Regions from separate parts of the Mus musculus genome. Here region 2 is linked to region 1. A link is a contact called in public HiCAR-type data. All regions are on one chromosome and are shown on one strand. The core of a region is the stretch at or near the end of the contact, and the rest is flanking DNA. Distances in the headings are between cores, read along the strand shown.

Region 1 (3,661 bases), core at 839-3,338:
ACCAAAGCAACCACGTCCATGTCTGGCTGCAAGTCAGCTGAGAAAGAACAGGAGTCAAGAGAGAATGTAAGGGACATTCTCGAGTTCCCCAGATGCTCCACCGCGCACCTCATCTGTCGCCACTATTTATTGTTTTACTGTGGGCCTGTGCCATAACAGCCTGCTGGCAAGACACTGAAGGGCAAGGAAACCACCCCAGAGTTCTAACTGCTCAATGGCTCTTTGGAAAAAAGTGGGGGTGGGGGCACGATCTTCAAACAACGCACACATTCTTTCCCCAGATGTGGGAAGTCGTGTCCGGTGATTGACAAGCAGAGGAAACAGACTGCTCTACCTGATTGGACTTCACTTAGACGATCCAAACTTTAAATCTTTCCTAAGAATGGGGTGGGGGGTGTCTTTAAGAAAAACAAAGGAAACCAGTCAGAAACAAAGATTTAGTGGAGCGAGCTGTAAACTGAAAACAAAACCCTGGGATCTAAGAGAAAGGAGAGGGTAAAATTTTTTTCTCCCCACTGCGGGTACATTTCTATTCTGTGTGGCTGGAGTCTGCCCCAGAGGAGTCTGCAATGTCAAGGTGGCACATTTAACCTCTTTGCAGACAAAAAGCACTGCAGATGAGACTATACTGCAGGACTTCTCTCGGGTACTTTTTCAACTGTATTGATTGGCAGCTGCAAGCAGGGTTATAGTTTTCTACTGCAGGGTGATCTTGTTCCTGAAGGAATGAGCGAGAAAGGCTCGCAGGAAGTGCTGTATTGGGGAAGGTGCAGATGGGAGGACCTTCTCAAAGACAGCACAGTTGTTAGCCCTGACTTCTCCTTTAGCATTGTGTTTTTCTAGAGAGGATGTAATGAGGAACCGGGCATATTCCCTGTCCCCTTGTCACCTCTTAACAAATGATAGGTAGCAGGAGGAGAGAGATCTGTGAAAACTGTGAGGGAAAGGATAATATGAAAGTAACCGAAGAAGAATGTACTGTTAGAGATATTTCCTAACTGAAAAACAAACAAACAAACAAACAAAGCATTCTACTTCTACACAGCTGTCAGGCCCATGACAGTGACAGATACAGTTAGGTAATTTAAACATGGCAAACACACATTTTTTAAAATTTTGAAATCTATACTTCTGGTTTGGCCATTACGAAAACTATGGTTTATTAGTGCTCGACATTTAATTTTGTAGGAGGAAAAGAGACATGGCCACACAAAGTAAAATTCTCCTTTTTCCTTCATATAAATCACTCCAAATGGGATTATAAAAATAAACACATGGCTTTGAATTATTTAAGCAGAATCATCAAGCAGTCTTTTTAGATCAGGGAAGTCAGTTTAACGCATGCAGTTGGGCAATATAAGCAAATTTAACATTTACCTGCGGAGAGGTGGCTGGATCCAGAGCCTTGGTAGCTTGAAGCCGAAGTTGAGTCCCCTCCTTGCACACAGCCAGGAGGTAAAAGTTTGACAAATGCCCAAGAGGAGCTAGCTCTTCCACCCCCCTCCCTCGTCAGCTTGGCTGCTTTGCCTAGAAGCACATTCACGTTTATTGGAGTTGAAATTCTGCTGCTCTGTCAGCCAGTCAGGGTCTGAAGTGACAGATGAGAATTTGGAGGTTGGCACCACAGGGTGTTTCAGGCTGTCATGGTTTCTGTTGCAGATTCCTGGATCTCGCTCCCTCCGTGCTGCTGAGCTTTGCAGCAGAGCAGACCCAGAGGGAGAGAGCTAATTCTGCAGCATGCATGGAGTGAACGGCCCTCCCCTAGCCTCTCCTCCTCATAGGCTCCTAACTTGGCCAGAGTGTAAGCATTTGGCTCTTCATGCAATTTTTTTTTTTCAAACAACTCTGAGAGATCGTATGATTGGGATCCCTTGGGGCTTGTGACTCTGAGACACTGCAGAGAGGCTTCACACTCTTGTTTATTCCTAGGGCGACTGCAAAGCCAGGGTGAAAGGACAGAAGGATCACTGCAGCAGATGCGTTTTTATATTGCTCGATTGGAAGCTGTCCTCATGACCGCAGTCTGAACGTTAACAGAGAACCGTTCCGGCTGCTTTAACCGTCCTACTCGTAAGCAGCTCTGGAAAATGAAGTTGCTGCTCTTTAGAGCATGCTGATTTAGAGAAGCTGTGATTCATAGCCTGCTCTTGCCCAGCCCAGTCAGTCATCCTCTGTAAGCCTATGATGGCACCGGGCTGTACAAGAAGAGGTCTTCCTGTGTGCTTATTTCTGACTTTGCACTGTGGCATTCATCTATCAAGGCATGTAAATATTTATTTATTTATTTATTTATTTATTTATTTATTTACCTGGCCCCGAGCTAATCTGGAACCCACAGAGATCCGTCTGCCTCTGCCTCCTGGGTACTAAGTTTAGAGGAGCAGCAGTAGGCCTGGCTCTGCTTCTGTATATGTATGTGTGTAATCATTTCAATGGTTGTGTCTGTATTTATTGCACATTTATCGTGTGTCGGACCCTGCGCTAACAGCTTTCAATGCATCGTGTTCGTGGAGTCTGACAAGTCTTTGGAGGTTTTACTACGTTCCCATTTTAAAGATAGTACAGAGTAATGTTAACTGTACAGGATTTAAGGACAGGCAGCTTGGATTTTCTTCTTGACTTTCCCACACCCTAACTGTACACCCAGGAGCTAGTAATAACCTCTCTCAGCATCTGCTTTCTTATTTATAAAATGAGGCTACAGATATAGGAGGAGTGATTATAAGGTCTATCACAGGCAATTGTTCTGAGTTTCAATAATTTGATGCAAACCAACTGCATAAAACTCCTGCCATGTAGTAGACACTCAACAAATGTTAACTATTTTGGTTTATGTCAGACGACAGCAACGTTCGCTTTCTCCCGGGTCTCTAACTGTAATAGCAAGGTGGTACTCTCCTTGCCTCCCGCCTGTGTTAGCCAACTGAGCAGGCATTTCGCTGAGGAAGAGATACTGCCCCCCCACCCCCTTCTCCAGGTGACTAGCCCAAATGCTTCTGATACTATACACTCTCCACTAACACTGGATGAGAAGTTGTTATTTAACGTAATTTAGGCTCTCTGAGTGTGTGACAAAGTCAACAGGCAACCAGACTGATAAAAGCAAAAGCCAAGTGAAGCAAATAAAAACCCTGAGCTATACAAGTTTGCAGACGTGCCTCAGCCGGTTCGCTCTACGGACCCCAGAACATTCGTCGCACTGATTTTCAGAATGAGAAAGGTAACAGAACTTATCTCTGTCGTGCAGCAGGGAAGTCTGGGAGCAGAGGAAGCCGGGCAGTGAGCCAGAGCCCTTCCAGCTGGGAAGGGCGCACGTGTCTGGGATCAGGATTATAGAAAGGGCCGAGGATGTGACGTCTTGAAGCCTCAGACAATGGGATGTTTTTTCCTCAGCTCAGGTTTGGAGTGTGAGCAGCTCCTCTGAGGAAGGGACAAGGGTTTGTTTCTTCCAGGGCCTCTGCACACATCTGCACGCTTCTCTCTGGTCTTAGCAGCATAGAGGATGCTGGCGCCATTCTGCGATGGTGTCCCGAGGGATCATGGAGCAGCGAGACCAGCCAGGCCATATAGAAAATGATTTGACTTTTTTGGTTAAAGAATTTTCTCAAAGACTTCGAACATTAACTTATTTTAACTAGCATTCTCCATTTATTTGAGACGG
Region 2 (3,586 bases), core at 1,043-3,542, 45 kb after region 1:
TTTATCCTATTGAAAATAGGTTTTTTTTCATGCAATATATTCTGATTAGTGTCCCCTCCTCCAGCTCTTTCCAGTTCTTTCCCACCTGCACTCCCCTCCCCTCCTGATACACATCCTTTCTGTCTCTCACTAGAAAACAAGCAGGCATCTAAGGAATAATAAGAAAATAAGATAACATTGATAACCTCTGATGATGACTGGTCACTGCCCTAACCTATAAGTGTGGTTCCGTGTTTCTGCCTCACCATGGGGTGCGCTCAGGGAGGAAAAACACAGAGGTGGTAAACTATATTCCATTCTCTCTGTTGGGATGCCAGGCTCATGGGACACCAACTCACCACTCAAGGGAGACAAAACACAGCCTAAGGTAGGGGCCCCAGCCCATGTTTCTCTGGGTGAGAAGTTGCACGGGTTGTGGTGGAGACTGTGGTTCAAGCTCCTGGGTACCCAGACGCTGCTGGGAACCAGGAAGAGTTGAGAATGGGGCTCAGGACCTGAGATGAGCCGGGGCAGCATGAGTTCAGCTTACCTCAGGGTGAGTGTCAGGAATGAGAAGAGGCCTTTTGCAGGAGACTTAGGCTTCCCCTGACAGCAGTGGTCAGAGAGAGAGAGAGAGAGAGAGAGAGAGAGAGAGAGAGAGAGAGAGAGAGAGAGAGAATGGGAGATAGAAAGAGAGAGAGAGAGAGCTTGCTTGTCCAAACTGTTTATTCATGGCAGAAAAGATGCATATACTTGACTCAGGGTGAACCCCCTTGGGGGCCATCTAGAAACCTCATTAGCATGGAGAACTCTAAGTTTCTATGCTACATGACAAGTTGTCATGGCCCTCTTAGTGGGGTGTTGTGGTCACATACTCCAGGACAGGAATCTGGTCAGGAGCTATTAAATTCCTGCTGGGGTTCTGAACATTTGCTTCTACCTTAACCAGCTCTTCTGTCTGGTGGCACGGTCCACTGCCCCACATATAACTATAGCAGATGTTCTTCAGAGTCACTTTATTGCTATGTTCCTTCATCAAAACAGACGTATTTGGTTTCTCCTAGGTTCCCTAGGCTATCTAATCTCAGGTGCTTGGTTACTTAAGCAGTTGGTGGAGTGCACCGTAAGTCAGATCAGATGTTGGTTGGTTACTCCCCAAAGCTTTGCTCTACCATTGCGCTAGCATATCCTGCAGGCAGGATGCCATTATAGATAACGGGTTTGTGTAGTGGGGTTGGCGTTTGCCTTTCTCTTGTGTAGTGTGCAGATAGAGTACTCTCGGTACCATGAGTACTAACTAGCTTGAAGGGATGAAGGCCCTAGAGAGGCATCACTTCGGCTGCTCTATGTTCCATGAGCTGTGTAACTGTTGCATTCAGCAATAGGGCCTTATCGGTTTGTGGAAAGCAGCCAACAGTTTTGGAACTAGCCTGGGTGGTTTGAGGTTTCCCATGGAACTTGATTAGATTTGATCCATTCCCTCTGCTGGGAACTTCATTTGGCGATGAGAGATGTCCAGGTGGGGCTCTGTTTCCCCTGTTAATTTCACTTAGTAAACCTCATAGGTGTATATTTTAGGAAGCGTCTTCTGTATTAGATTTCCAGATGACCTCTCAAAATGGCTGCTGGTTTTGTCTAATCCTCCCTGTAGCCTCTCTCCTATTTTATTCTTCCCCCTTCCTCCTTGTCTTATCCTCCTGTTCTAGGCCCTACCTCTAATCAATCCATAACTATATATTCTATTTCCCCTTCCTGCAGAGATCCCTCCCCCCCTCTCCATTATATTCTTTAAAATCCACTAACATTGATTTTATAGCTTATTCATGGCTTGTGACTCAGTTTGAAAAACTCCGGATGTTCTGTTCCCCTTGCTTTGCTGCTTCTGGCTCGCTGTGGAGGGAACCGTCTTTTCATTGCTGTCCAAAAGTCCTCTTCCTTGTTCTGCCAAGACCTTGCATGCCAAATTCAAGGAGACTTTGTCCTGGTTAGCTCTGCTTATTTAAATTTATAATGGCTCAAACAGAAGTCTGTGACCTGATTTCTACCGTGGTCTTAAGTCATTCAAGGTCCTCTTTCCCCATCTTTCTTCCTGACCACATCCCCAGGAGTAGGGAGATAGACCTGTTACATCGAAGCCTGTCATTTTCTGAACTGATGGGTGGTTTGCTGTCTGACAAGACTCCAAGGCCATGCCTGTAAGAGGCAAATGTAGATGAGTGATCCACTGATTTGCATTTGGCTTAGGACCTACTCTGAGTGGGTGTGTTGTGTGGGAGAAGTGGTGGAGTTGGGCTCTGTATCATTTACCCTGGCAGTGCTCCAGAGTGAGCCTGGGTGGGCTGCCATTGCTAACTCACTGGGGGATGTCATGACATTGCCATAGAGACCATCTGTGTCGCCTATCCACGGTCTTCTTTGGGTAGTGGTACATAAGTACTTCAAGTTCCTAGCCCACAGTGCTGTTACCTCTTGAGCTCAGAAATCCCATGGGTCTGTTAGTGGTGGTGGTAGCATTTGCTAGCTGTCATCACAGATTTAGTCTTTTAGGTTAATGGTATCACATGCTTTCTCTTATTGTATTCTCACAGCAGCCCAGGCAATGCTGTTGATAACATTTCACCCTGGCTGGCTTGCAGGTGTCTTTTATTTAGTATGTTCTTTATAAGGGTATGAGAATTAGAGAACAAGAGAAGAAAGGAAGTGGTAGAGATGAAATTCACAGACAGACAGACTGACAGACACACACTCATACACACACATACTTACACACACACATACTTAAACACACTCATACACACATACAACACACTCACTCATGCACTCACACACTACACAAACATAAACACTCACACATACTTACAGCCCCCACATATACACTTACACACTCATAAACATACCGCACACAATCACATACACTTACACACACCCCACACATTCACACATACTTACTTACACATTACACAAACACAGACACTCACACATACTTACACACACAGTCACATGCATACTCACACATACACCACACACACACATGCACACACTTGTACATACACCATTCACACAGTTAAACATACTCAATCATACATACACAGTCACACACACATACGTACACACTTGCACATACACTCACACACTACACAAACTCAGACACACACATACACTTACACACACTGACACACACTTACACACATAGAAACAACACTCCCCCCCCACCACCACCACCACGGGAGTTTCAGTGTCCAAGTCACAGCTGCCCTGTTTCCTTCTGTTTTGGGATTTGATTGTCTTGGTGCTGTCAACCTCTGTTGTAGCCCAAATTATGACAACTTTAAATTATAGAATCATGTCTTTGCTTTTTCCCTTTCAAAAGATGACTGAGTTTGGGCTTCAGATCTGGGCTTGTTCTGTGAAAACAGGAGGACTCGGATTCTGGATACAAAGTCTTTTATTTCTTGTTGGGTAACTGGGTCTTAAGATTAGTGCACACACAAAACACCTAGGAAGCATTTTAAAGTGAGATTTCCTGGCCATCAGGAAAAATGTATTTAATATGTCAACAGACTAGTCTTGAACTCATGACCTTCCTCTTTCAGACTCCCGAGTGTTG

Evidence for each region. HiCAR-type assays count read pairs that join an accessible place to other places.
Region 2: a HiCAR-type map of astrocytes shows a contact between it and region 1, with 2.8 times the contacts expected there. The contact joins the enhancer-like site here to the promoter of Sparcl1 in region 1. A contact is called at or near these places in 1 of 39 promoter capture datasets (hippocampal neurons), 1 of 15 datasets of contacts at CTCF or cohesin (the NIH/3T3 cell line), 1 of 484 Hi-C or Micro-C datasets (forebrain) and 4 of 115 datasets of contacts at active chromatin or transcription factors (astrocytes, embryonic stem cells and heart atrium).

Annotation. Positions count from the first base shown.
Region 1 is chr5:104,112,000-104,115,660 of GRCm38.p6, forward strand. Sparcl1 (SPARC-like 1) reads right to left here and starts at 2,089. Exons shown (of 11, transcript NM_010097.4): 1 at 1,378-2,089. It overlaps LOC330143 (a long non-coding RNA gene), which reads left to right. Exons shown (of 3, transcript XR_003955771.1): 3 at 1-3,661.
Region 2 is chr5:104,156,574-104,160,159 of GRCm38.p6, forward strand. No RefSeq gene overlaps it. Among named protein-coding and RNA genes, the nearest start is that of Dspp, 12 kb to the right of the region's middle. Within about 2 kb of position 2,293, at least 38 of the 459 cell types and tissues checked have an H3K27ac peak or open chromatin away from gene starts, as enhancers often do. A contact at or near this core is called in astrocytes and forebrain, where this site is marked.